2 separate regions of the Sus scrofa genome follow, and region 2 is linked to region 1. The links are chromatin contacts, called in public Hi-C maps. All regions are on one chromosome and are shown on one strand. The core of a region is the stretch at or near the end of the contact, and the rest is flanking DNA. Distances in the headings are between cores, read along the strand shown. Region 1 overlaps LOC106507125 (a long non-coding RNA gene). Region 2 has its middle 150 kb from the start of MIR9807.

Region 1 (5,258 bases), core at 716-3,215:
AAACAGTAATTGTAAACATAGCACTTTCCTGAGTTTGGTGAGTCATCCCAGTAAATTCCTGATTCGGAAGGAATCATGGAAACCAGTGAATTTATAGCCAAGTTGGCAGAAGTATGGATAGACTGGGGACCCCGCTAATGGCTGGTGTCTGAAGTAAGAATAGTCTCGTTAGACACCTTGCCCTTGCTTTAAAAACATTTTTTTTTAATTAAAGTCTAGTTGATTTACAGTGTTTCTTCAATTTCTGTTGTACGGCAAAGCGACCCCTGTGCTGTACAGGAGAACCCCACTGCCCATCCATTCCAAACGTTGACAGTTTGCATCCACCAGCCCCAAACTCCCAAACATCCCACTCCCTCCCCGCTCCCCGCTCACCTTGGCAACCACAAGTCTGCCCTACTTAGCCTTTCACTTGTGGGATCTGATGCAAACTCTGGTTAGTTAACATCAGAACTGAATCTGACACTGGTCAGAATGGCCATCATTAACAAGTCAACAAATAACAGATGCTGGAGTGGGTATGGAGAAAAGAGTACCCACCTTCACGGTTGGTGGGAATGTAAATTGGTACAACCCCTATGGAAAGCAATATGGAGGTTCTTCAGAAAACTAAGTATAGAACTACCATGTGACCCAGCAATCTCACTCCTGGGCATATATCCAGACAAAATTTTCACTAAAAAAGACACATGCACCCCTATATTCATTGCAGCACTATGCACGATAGCCAAGACATGGAAACAACCTAAATGCCCATCAAAAGATGAATGGATTAAAAAGATGTGGTACATATACATAATGGAATACTACTCAGACATAAAAAGAACAAAGTAATGCCATTTGCAGCAACATGGATGGAACTAGAGACTCTCATACTAAGTCAGAAAGAGGAAGACAAATACCATAAAATGTCACTTACATCTGGAATCTAATATATGGCACAAATGAACCTACCTACAGAAAAGAAACAAACACAGAGACATGGAGAACAGACTTGTGGTTGCCAAGAGGGAGGGGGAGGGAGTGGGATAGACTGGGAGTTTGGGGTTAGGAGATGCAAACTATTGTATTTAGAGTGGATAAGCAATGAGATCCTGCTGTATAGCACAGGGAACTATATCTGGTCACTTGTGATGGAACATGACGGAGGATAATGTGAGAAGAAGAATATGCATATATATATATACATATATATGTGCGTATGTATATATATGTATATATGACTGGGTCACTTTGCTGTACAGCAGAAACTGACAGAACATTGTAAATCAATTATAATAAAAAAAATTTTAAAGAACTGAATTGAATTATGGACTCTCAGTTGGTGCTGCAGAATTGGCACGAGATTGCAGTAAGTCACCTTGTGGCTGAAACAAGGATCTCATGATGCAGAGAGTTTGGGTTAAATTGCTTGTACTCTTATTGTCCATATACCCTCTCATAAAGAGTCTGTTTCTCATCAGGTAAACGTTTGTAAAAGAACAATACCTATATTCAGGGCTAACATGAAGGTTAAATATATAGGAAAAGTACCCTATAAATTGAGGAACGTAAAGCAAATATTAGCTACTATTACGGCACCAGACTAATGCATAATCAAAATCTTATTTACAGCCCAACAAGAGCTTTGTGGCCCAATTTTTACCCCTTTTCCAGTCAAGTGAGAGAAATAATGAATGTAGATTCCCAAAGCTAAAGATATAAATTTGGTACTATGTGTCTTTTGTGTGCATGTCTGGGATTTTTTTCCAACCAAGTTTTTTCCACTCCGTTCCAGGCAGAAAGTCGACAATTTCTTCTCATGAATCATCTCTCTATGGCACTCTTCCACACCCAGCAGAAAAATTATGTGAGGCCATGGTCTTTGCTGGCCTGTGCTCAAAGAAAACATGCAGAACCGAACTCCATGTGGTCTCTGAGTCATTCCTCAGATCCTGAATTCTCTCAGCCCTTGACTCTGAGTTGGGTTAGTGGGAATCCCAGCTGGATGCTGTGGGGACGGTTGCTCTCGAGACTCAGCAGAAAGGGATGGGGATACAGTGAGGTGAATAAATATGTCTGCTGCACCTACTCGTGAAAATGAGACTCAATCTCCGCAACAAAGATAAGATGAGCCTGTGGGATTTTTTTAACAATGCAAGGCTCTAGTTAATAGGATGCTACTTTCCTGGGTCCTCTGTGCCCCCATCCAAAGACGGTCAAGCACAGCTACGATTTTATAAGGCAGCAAGAATAAACTATGGACACACTGTGTGCTCAGGACTGCAGGGATCAGGAAAGATGAGAACAATACCTGCCAACTAAATTCAAACACGCATTGAGTACTTCCTTGACGCCAGGACTGGCGATGTAAGAACTACGGTCTTGGGCTTCAAACTCTCTATGTATCTACACACACGCACGCACGCACGCACGCACGCACGCACGCACGCGCACACCTTAAAGAGATCGCTGGGCCGCTGTTTTATGTTACCCTCACCGAAATCTTAGCAGGAAACCAAGAGCAGGTCTTCAACGCTCTGGTTTCTCTTCACAGAGCCTGCCTGAGACCTCGAGCTTGGGACTTAACTTGCCCCAAACGCACCAAACCGGACTTGCTATGCAGAGAAAAGCATTTTGCTCCTGTGAAATGACCTCGCTCATGGTGAAACCGTAAAAAGAAAGCTTTCCGATCATGTATCTCCATCACACAACTTAGAAAAATGAGGAGTTTTTTTTTTTTTAAAGTTAAATTATTTTGGCCCGTAAGTTTTCAGATGGGGTTGTATATTTCCCTAAAGGGTCAAAAATAGAACATTTATTAAATGGCAAGTTATTCAAAAACCAGCACAGGCCCCAGTTGTCTTTCAAAAGCTCAGATTTACTGCATATTTCTCCCTTGAGAAAGGCCTTTTTAAAAATGTTCATTTCCATTTTAAGAGACTGAGGGCTTTGATCTGTTGGGAGCATTCTTTTCCTTTCCCTGACTGGGGCCTATGGACGACTCCAGGCAGAGCTGGAGCCTTGCTCTCAGGGCCTGTGTTCTTCCATGGCCTTCCCCTGGGGTTGGAACAGCACCTCCCACATGGGCCTTCACCCTGGTTAATCCGCAGGCCAGGCTGAGGAGTCCCGACACCAGGGGCCACGGGGCCAGGTTTATTCTTCACCCCTCAGTGAGCATCCAGCTTCTAGGACATAAGACACAGGTAAAACAGCTTTGGCATCCTTAGACCCAGTGGAAGCTGCCAGGCCTTCCTTTATTCAGAATTTCATAGTCAATTTAATGTTGTTATTCCAATAATGTCAAATCATAGCCACTGTGATATTGGAGTGTATTTTGCTTCTGAAAAAAAAAAGTGTACATTGATATGGGTGGCACACCTGTTGGCCACACATTTTTCTATTCTAGACAGTGGGAGCTAAAGGGTGACATGGGTCACTTTTAGTATCGAAACTGCTTTGTTTTCAAATGACAGCACACCTCCCTCTGTAGGACCACCTCTGGCCCCCCCTGCCCCTTGGAGCAAATTAAAGAGAGGCTGCCCTAAACAGCAGATTCAAGTCCCTCCAAGGTGCCCACCTTGGCGAGCCCATCACTGCTAGGTCTCAGCTCCCACTCACCTGGCAACAGTAGGCAGTGTGCCTGACCCCCACCACCACCTCTTTGAGATTCCTGCACAATCTGCCCAGACACACACACACACACACACACACACTCACTCACTGAAATCCCTGGGGTAGACCAGATGTTCCTTCCAGTGCTACACACTTCCTTATTCTTCTGCTTCTTCCCTTCCTCCTCCTCCCCCTCCTCCTCTCTCCTCCACCCCCCCCCCCATCCCCTCTCTTCTGCAACAATACAATGAAATGGTACATAAGCTTTACATGCAGTCGACCTGCAGATTCAACACCAACATTTCATGGCCAGGCCACTCTCGGAGGTCACTGTCACTCAGCATTTTATCACTAGGCTGTTCCATTGAGTTTACTCCATAGGCTAAGTGCCTGTTAGGAGAAACAGGATCACGGGGGTACAGAGACAGAATGAACAGTTGAGAGAGGTGGGCCACCTGCCCTGGACACCCGCTGCCATCTCTCACAGGTAAATGACATGTACGGGCTGGAAAAAACCAACCCTCCTATTTTCTTGTAGCACACTTTGTTTATTTGTTTGTCAGATTAAACGTTCAATCAGTTGTGACAAGCCGATGTACTACACAAGGCATCGTGTGATCCAGTGTAAACCCTGGGCTCTCCAGGCGGAAAGGAAACCAATCCAAGCTGCTCTCTCCAGGCTGTTACCCACTGTGGAGGGAAAAACGCTAACAAGGGGGTTTCTTCCAACTGACTTTCTATGGCAGGGAGGGAAAGAAATCGTGTTCCCCAGGAGAAAGCAGTTGATTTTATTTTATTTTATTTTATTTTATTTTATTTTATTTTTGTAGCTGCAGGCAGTCTGTGGATAAGTGGGTATTACGATCCTGGTACATCTCTAATTAATAAGATCAATTGCTTCTGTATTTTCTTTTACAAACTCATTTAGATATGTCAGGGCTGCAATTATTTTGAGAATGATCTGGCTTTACGCTTATTCATCTTTCCTCTTCCTCAAGGAGAAAATAAAACTGTCAGCTTAAATGCCCTTTGAAGTCTGTTTTAGAGCTTTGATTGAAAATTAAAAACAAAGTCGCTAGCCTAGTGGCACTTACAGGGTCAAAGTTCCCGTCCGCACACTGGGTGTGTGTCTGTGTGTGTGTGTATGTGTGTGTGTGTGTGTGTTGTGTTAATTTCTGGTTTTAAAAGGGCCCTGTGTTGGCTTTCTAGTAACATGTTACATCCCTTTGCTTTAATCTCCTTAGATCTACAAGAACCCTGAAGTTTATACTATTTTTACATAGAGAAGCACCGGGCATATTGCTTAGCTGGTGTTTTCTCACTCGGAGAAGGATCTCTCTCCAAATGGACATGGTCACGCTTGGTGTGAACGTGGAGGATGGTTTTGGGAGCTTTGCTCACCACTTTCCCACCCCCTGCAAGAATTACTGCCCACTGAACATGCAGAAATCCACCCCCACTCCTGGGGACCCAGATGTCACCCTGCCAGGCGGGAAGCCCCCACCCTCCCTCCTCCTCCTCCAAGGCTGTGCGCCCAGCTCGGACAGCTTCACCACTGAAAACCCGAGAACCTGCCTGGGCATCCCATCCGTCTCAGTGCAGCCCCCATGGACGCAGACAAATAAACCCAGTTGTCCCCGCGGTGCCCGAGGAATGCTTCTAGA
Region 2 (5,258 bases), core at 1,969-4,468, 390 kb before region 1:
TTGAGACTGCATCTCAAAACGATGTTGGTCACCTGCCTCCTCTGAGTGTAATAGAAGTCATGCAGCTTAAAAACTCTGACTGTTGATTTGAAAATTTACCCCATGCAGTGATTGATAATAGAAGCTTTCAGGAATGAACAAAAAAAGAGGGGGAGGGGACGGTACACCAGTGCCGGGAAAACATATGTGGATAAGGTTCCACATATGTTTGAAAGGGAGGATGCTTAAAAGCCTTGACAGTTCACCTTCCCCATGTGGCGCTCAGCTGTCCCGACTTCCCGGGTCTGGGTTACAGGTGGGCACACAGAGGCACAGGCCATCAGGAGAGGAGGGTGCAGGCTCTCTGTCCATCTTGGTATCATTCTTGGTTTTTTTTCTTCTTATGGTTGCACCTGCAGCATATGGAAGTTCTCAGGCTAGGGGTCAAATTGTAGCTGTAGCTGCCAGCCTATACCACCGCCATGGGGTCCGAGCTGCATCTGCAACTCACTGCGGCCTGTGGCAACACCAGATCCTTAACCCACTGAGTGAGGCCAGGGATCCATCGCACATCCTCATGGATGCCATGTCGGATTCCTAACCCACTGAGCCAGAAGGGAAACCCCCTCTTAGTATCATTATTTAAAGCGGCACAGTGACCAGACTACCACCGATGGCTTATTTTGAACCAACCAGGAGAAAAAAAAAGGAGGCCTGGCCGTTCCCAGAGACCGCTGCCCCTGTCCCTGCCTGCACTTAAGAGGGCCACTTGACCGTTCCGAGGAAGATGTTACTGTGGACCAAAAAAAGACATTCTGTTTGACTGGGCCGTGCTCCAAAGAGGGAAGATGTGGCCTCTTCGTCCCTCGATTGCCTTCGAAGCAGACTTTTCCCTCCCCCGGGGTCGTTCATCAGATTAGAGCCCTTTTCTAGGCCCTCGACTTTGTTAGAGATTTTCTTAGGAAACACCCAGTGGTTTCAGGTTTTAGTGGAAGGAGGGTGGATGGAACTTCATTGACGCTGAGCCTGAGGTCGAGGCGAGGGCAACGATCTGTCCGATTCGCTATTCTCAAGATGGAAGGAGGGAGGGAAGTTACACCAAGCCCCTCGAGTGACGCCGTCTTAGTGAAGCAGTCCTGAGGGTCAGCCTGGGTTTGAGCGGCCTGGAGGGGATTTATTGCCTAGAACAGCGAATTCTAAAATGCAGCTGCAGTCCAGACACGTGAAGAACCTTCGTAAATACTGATGCCTGGGCCTCATTCCCACAGAGTCTGACTCAGTCGGTGTGTTTATTTCCTGGGGCTGCCACAGCAAAGTTCTACAGACTTCAGGGGGTGGGGTGGTGCTTAAACAGCAGACATGTATTGTCTCGCAGCTCTGGGGGCTAGAAGTCCAAGATCAAGGCCCTGGCAGCGTTAGTTTCTTCTGAGGCCTCTCTGCTGGGCTTGCAGCCGCCTGCCTTCTTCCCGCATCCTTACAGGGGGTCCGTGCTCTCATCTCCTGTTCTCATGAGGACACGGGTCACATTGGAGCTGGCCCACTGTCGTGACCTCCTTTCACTTTAGCCACCCTCCAAAGACCTGATGGCCAAGAGGAGCACCCTCTGAGGCGCTGGGGTTAGGACTTCCACCATGAATCTGGGGGGACACGGTGTAGCCCGTAGCAGTCGGCCGGGCGAGCTCAGGCATCGGTGCCGTGAGCGCCTCCCCCAGATACTCGGATTGCAGCTGAGGTTGGGAATCTCTGTTCCAGATGGCTCTGTCCGAGCATCCAGAAACAGCTGCTTGGAGCAGAATCCCCGGACAGTCATTTTTTACATTGTGAAAGTGCTGGGAACTTGTGCAGGAAAAGGCTGCTGTAAACAGAGCGACGCAAAGAGCTTCGGATACCAAATGAGGTGACCGTGGAGAGACTGTTCAGAAGTCCCTCCTGCCTCCCTGGGGATGGGGATGGGGGCGCTGCTCTTCTCCCCCGCCCCCGCCCCGGGGGTCCAGCAGGCGGGGTGCTTTTAAGGAGCTCCCCAAGGACGGCCAGACTCCCTCACTGCACTGCTGGATTTTCTGAGCGTCGTGATCTGTGGCTTGGTTTCCTGAGTTGACCTACCCCCCAGGAGGGGCGCGCCCTGTGCAAGCAGCTGGCCTCAGTTCTTGGGCCAGGAATACAGTAGCACCTTCCAGAACCCCGCAGCGGGGCCCTTGGACAGACACGCCTGCCTCCTGTGAGAGTGCTTGATGAGAGGTGAACAATTAACGGGAGGCTGGGGTCGCTCCCAGGCGGATCTGCCGCGGGTGGTGACTGGCGTGTGGGGGCGAGTGTCGTGATGCAGCGCCCGGGCTGACTCAGCCCAGCTCCCCTCCCGGCTCCCGGCAGGCACGCACTGGCGCCTCCTGGCTCAGCCCGCGGCAGGAGTCTGTTTCTCTGTTGCTCTTGCCCTGCAAACTCAGTTCTGGCTTTTTCAAAGATTGCTGATTTTTTTTTTTAAAGACAATCCTTTTGTGAATCTGACTTTCCTTTTTGTTCATAGCTGATGGTTGCCCTGTGTCTCTCACTCCGAGGCCAGTTATTCACAAGTAAGAGGAGCGGTTCCCCCCGCCTCCCATGAGCCCACATTCATCCGGAGGTCAGGAGGCACTCAAGTTCCCCTCCTGACGTCCTCTGTCCTTAGTCCCCCCCCTCCACCCCACCCCGAGAGGACAGACTTGATGCGGCCTCGCTCTCCAGCCTGGAATGTGTGTCAGGTGCTGGCTTGGGGGGCTTTCCTTCCTTCACTGCACGGCATCCTCTCAGAGGACCAAAGCCACCAGTATGCTTGGCACCCCCACTTTGCAGATGAGGAATCAAAGCTCAGGGGGTGAAGACCTGCCCGGGAATATCCAATGGTGGGAGAATCAGATTCAGATCTACCTCATCCTGACTCCAGATCCCATTCCTGGCTGCTGGGCCTTCTGAGCAGTGCTGACACACCGCTGCTGATCCCATGCGCCCCCCTGGCTCTACAAGGCATCTCTCTGGTGGGCCGTCTCACACCTCTGACCCAGACCTTTCCTTGCCTGAGCTGCAGGCTGGGGCCCCTCGGAGCTCACCTGCCCCCCGCCGAGCTCCAGATGGCCCTCTTTTTGGGAGCCTGCTCTGCCCTGACCTTCCCTTTCCTGAGGATTTGTCTCCATTCAGTGACTCAGGCCAAGATGTGGGAGTCACCCTTGACTCCTCGCTCTCTCCCAGCCCACAGGCACGTCATCAGCGAATCCAGCGAGACTAACAATATCCAGAACCCAGCCACCTCCTCCCACCTCCGCCGTGACCGCTCTCCTCCCCGCCTCCGTGAGTCATCTCTGTCACCCCCTCATTCAGAGCCCTTGGAGCCTTCCTGTCTCATTCAGGGGTGTCAGTTATTAAGTTATTGCCTCCTGACTCCACGCCCGTCCTTCCACATTGGATTTCACCTCGCCCCGACTGGGCCCCCAGAAACCACCCTTCTCCTTGCTCAGCTCGCTCGGCCGGTAGGAGGCGCTAGAGGGAGAGCTCACCCCTGCAGAAGGGACTGCTTCCTCTGTTTTCTGTGGGTTCCCCTCGCCTGCACCTCCTGTGAGGGGCACCACGGCCCTACTGCCTCACCCCCACAGAGGCAGGCCCTTGCCGTAGCAGCAGTTACATCCACGCTGCAACTTTCTTCACACTCAGGAACCAACCTCACTGTGCACCCCAGGGTCAGCAGAGCTGGTTGCATTTCCCCCTCTGCAGGGTCCTGAACCTGGAGGACCCTCTTCAGAGCTTCCAGGGGTGTTTTAAGCGGCCTTGGGGAGAATCCTAAAGAGGGTGCTGGCATCACAGGAGAATGAAGACGGGAGCCACCTGGCACTGTCAGCGTCTCCACTGCGCGAGGCCCTGGCTGTACCTGGGAAGTGCGTTACATCCTCCCTCTCTTTTCACCCAGTTGCTATAGTTTTTCCCGGCTGGGAGGCCTGGGGGGGGTGCAGAGCTAACTAAATTTAGAAGTTGCGGAATCTACGGCATCTCAACTTCACTCTCACTTTCCATTCTGACTGGCTTTTGAACTAATGGACATGGAGGGGCTGCCTTCCTAGAACAGTATCCTCCGAAGTTCATGGAACACCCTAAGTGGTTACCAGCTCCCGTGAGCTTAATTCATAACAGACAGGCTTGGGAGTGTCGGTGGCTGGCTTGTCCTCTGTGTACAGACTTTGTGAGGCCAGGTCTGCCGTGGAGATGGCCACACCTCACTTCTAAGATGAAGCTTCATCGAACTGGACTAACGACATTTTCAGACCAGGAAGAGGCAAGAGAGTTTCTTGACGCTAGCAGTTAGCAGGGACTCACCTTCCCAGAGCTGAAGGTGGAATGGACCCTAAATCCGGCACGTTCCGGGCTACACCCTGCCCTGCTGGGTTGTGGGTAGGTTCCCTGGATTACAGTGGCATGTTACAGTTCTCACTGCGTGGTTCATCTGTTCAGTCTTGTTTGCCTTGGACCTGAGCCACCCGGGTTTCTGAAGGTGGTGAGCTGGCCACTGTTCCTGGCCCCACAACACAGGTGTGATCTGTGCCATGTGAAATGCGAGTGGCAATTATAGTGGCTGATTTGAAAGGAAACTGAACACCCTAGCTTTCACCCGGTCAGCTTGACTTGGCTATGGGCACCTTTCTTCTTGGGCAAATGAGGGCTGAACTCTTGAGTCAGACTCTTTCAAGGGCTTGCATTTCTAGGTTCCAATCACAAACAAGACAACCTTGTGAAGCTGGGGGCTGTCTACACTCTCAGCAAACTGGTGGCCTGTAAAAGGAGACCCTTGAGTACATAAAACCCCTCACTCTAAGGGTTTAGATTTTGCTCAGGTTAGAGCTACTACTGCCTTAGTTTACTGTGCCATATACTTTTTTCTTTCTACGGCCACACCCACGGCATATGGAAGTTTCTAGGCAAGGGGTCGATTCGGAGCTGCAGGTGCAGGCCTGCATCACAGCCACAGCAACACGGGATCTGAGCCAAGGCTGGGACCTACACCACAGCTCACGGCCATGCCAGATCCCTGACCCACTGAGCAAGGCCAGGGATCGAACCTGCATCCTCATGGATACTAGTCAGATTTGTTTCCACTGCGCCACAACAGGAACTCCGAACTGTGCCATATTTGAAACGAGAAATTTGAGCTGTATTTTAACTTTGGAAATTGTTGGGCAGGAGGTAATTGATAAGTACCCTCGGCGCATGTAGCACTGTGCTGGGAACTCAATGGGGAACCTAAAATCCAGGGTATGCTT

Evidence for each region. A called contact is a pair of places that touch in the nucleus more often than the background predicts.
Region 2: a Hi-C map of embryonic fibroblasts shows a contact between it and region 1, with 4 times the contacts expected there. The contact joins two enhancer-like sites. A contact is called at or near these places in 3 of 47 Hi-C or Micro-C datasets (adipocytes, embryonic fibroblasts and fibroblasts) and 1 of 2 datasets of contacts at active chromatin or transcription factors (skeletal muscle).

Annotation. Positions count from the first base shown.
Region 1 is chr7:10,515,753-10,521,010 of Sscrofa11.1, reverse strand. The region is part of intron 2 of LOC106507125 (a long non-coding RNA gene); the gene reads right to left. Among named protein-coding and RNA genes, the nearest start is that of CD83, 170 kb to the right of the region's middle. Within about 2 kb of position 1,965, at least 7 of the 83 cell types and tissues checked have an H3K27ac peak or open chromatin away from gene starts, as enhancers often do. A contact at or near this core is called in embryonic fibroblasts, where this site is marked.
Region 2 is chr7:10,908,476-10,913,733 of Sscrofa11.1, reverse strand. No RefSeq gene overlaps it. Among named protein-coding and RNA genes, the nearest start is that of MIR9807, 150 kb to the right of the region's middle. Within about 2 kb of position 3,218, at least 28 of the 83 cell types and tissues checked have an H3K27ac peak or open chromatin away from gene starts, as enhancers often do. A contact at or near this core is called in embryonic fibroblasts, where this site is marked.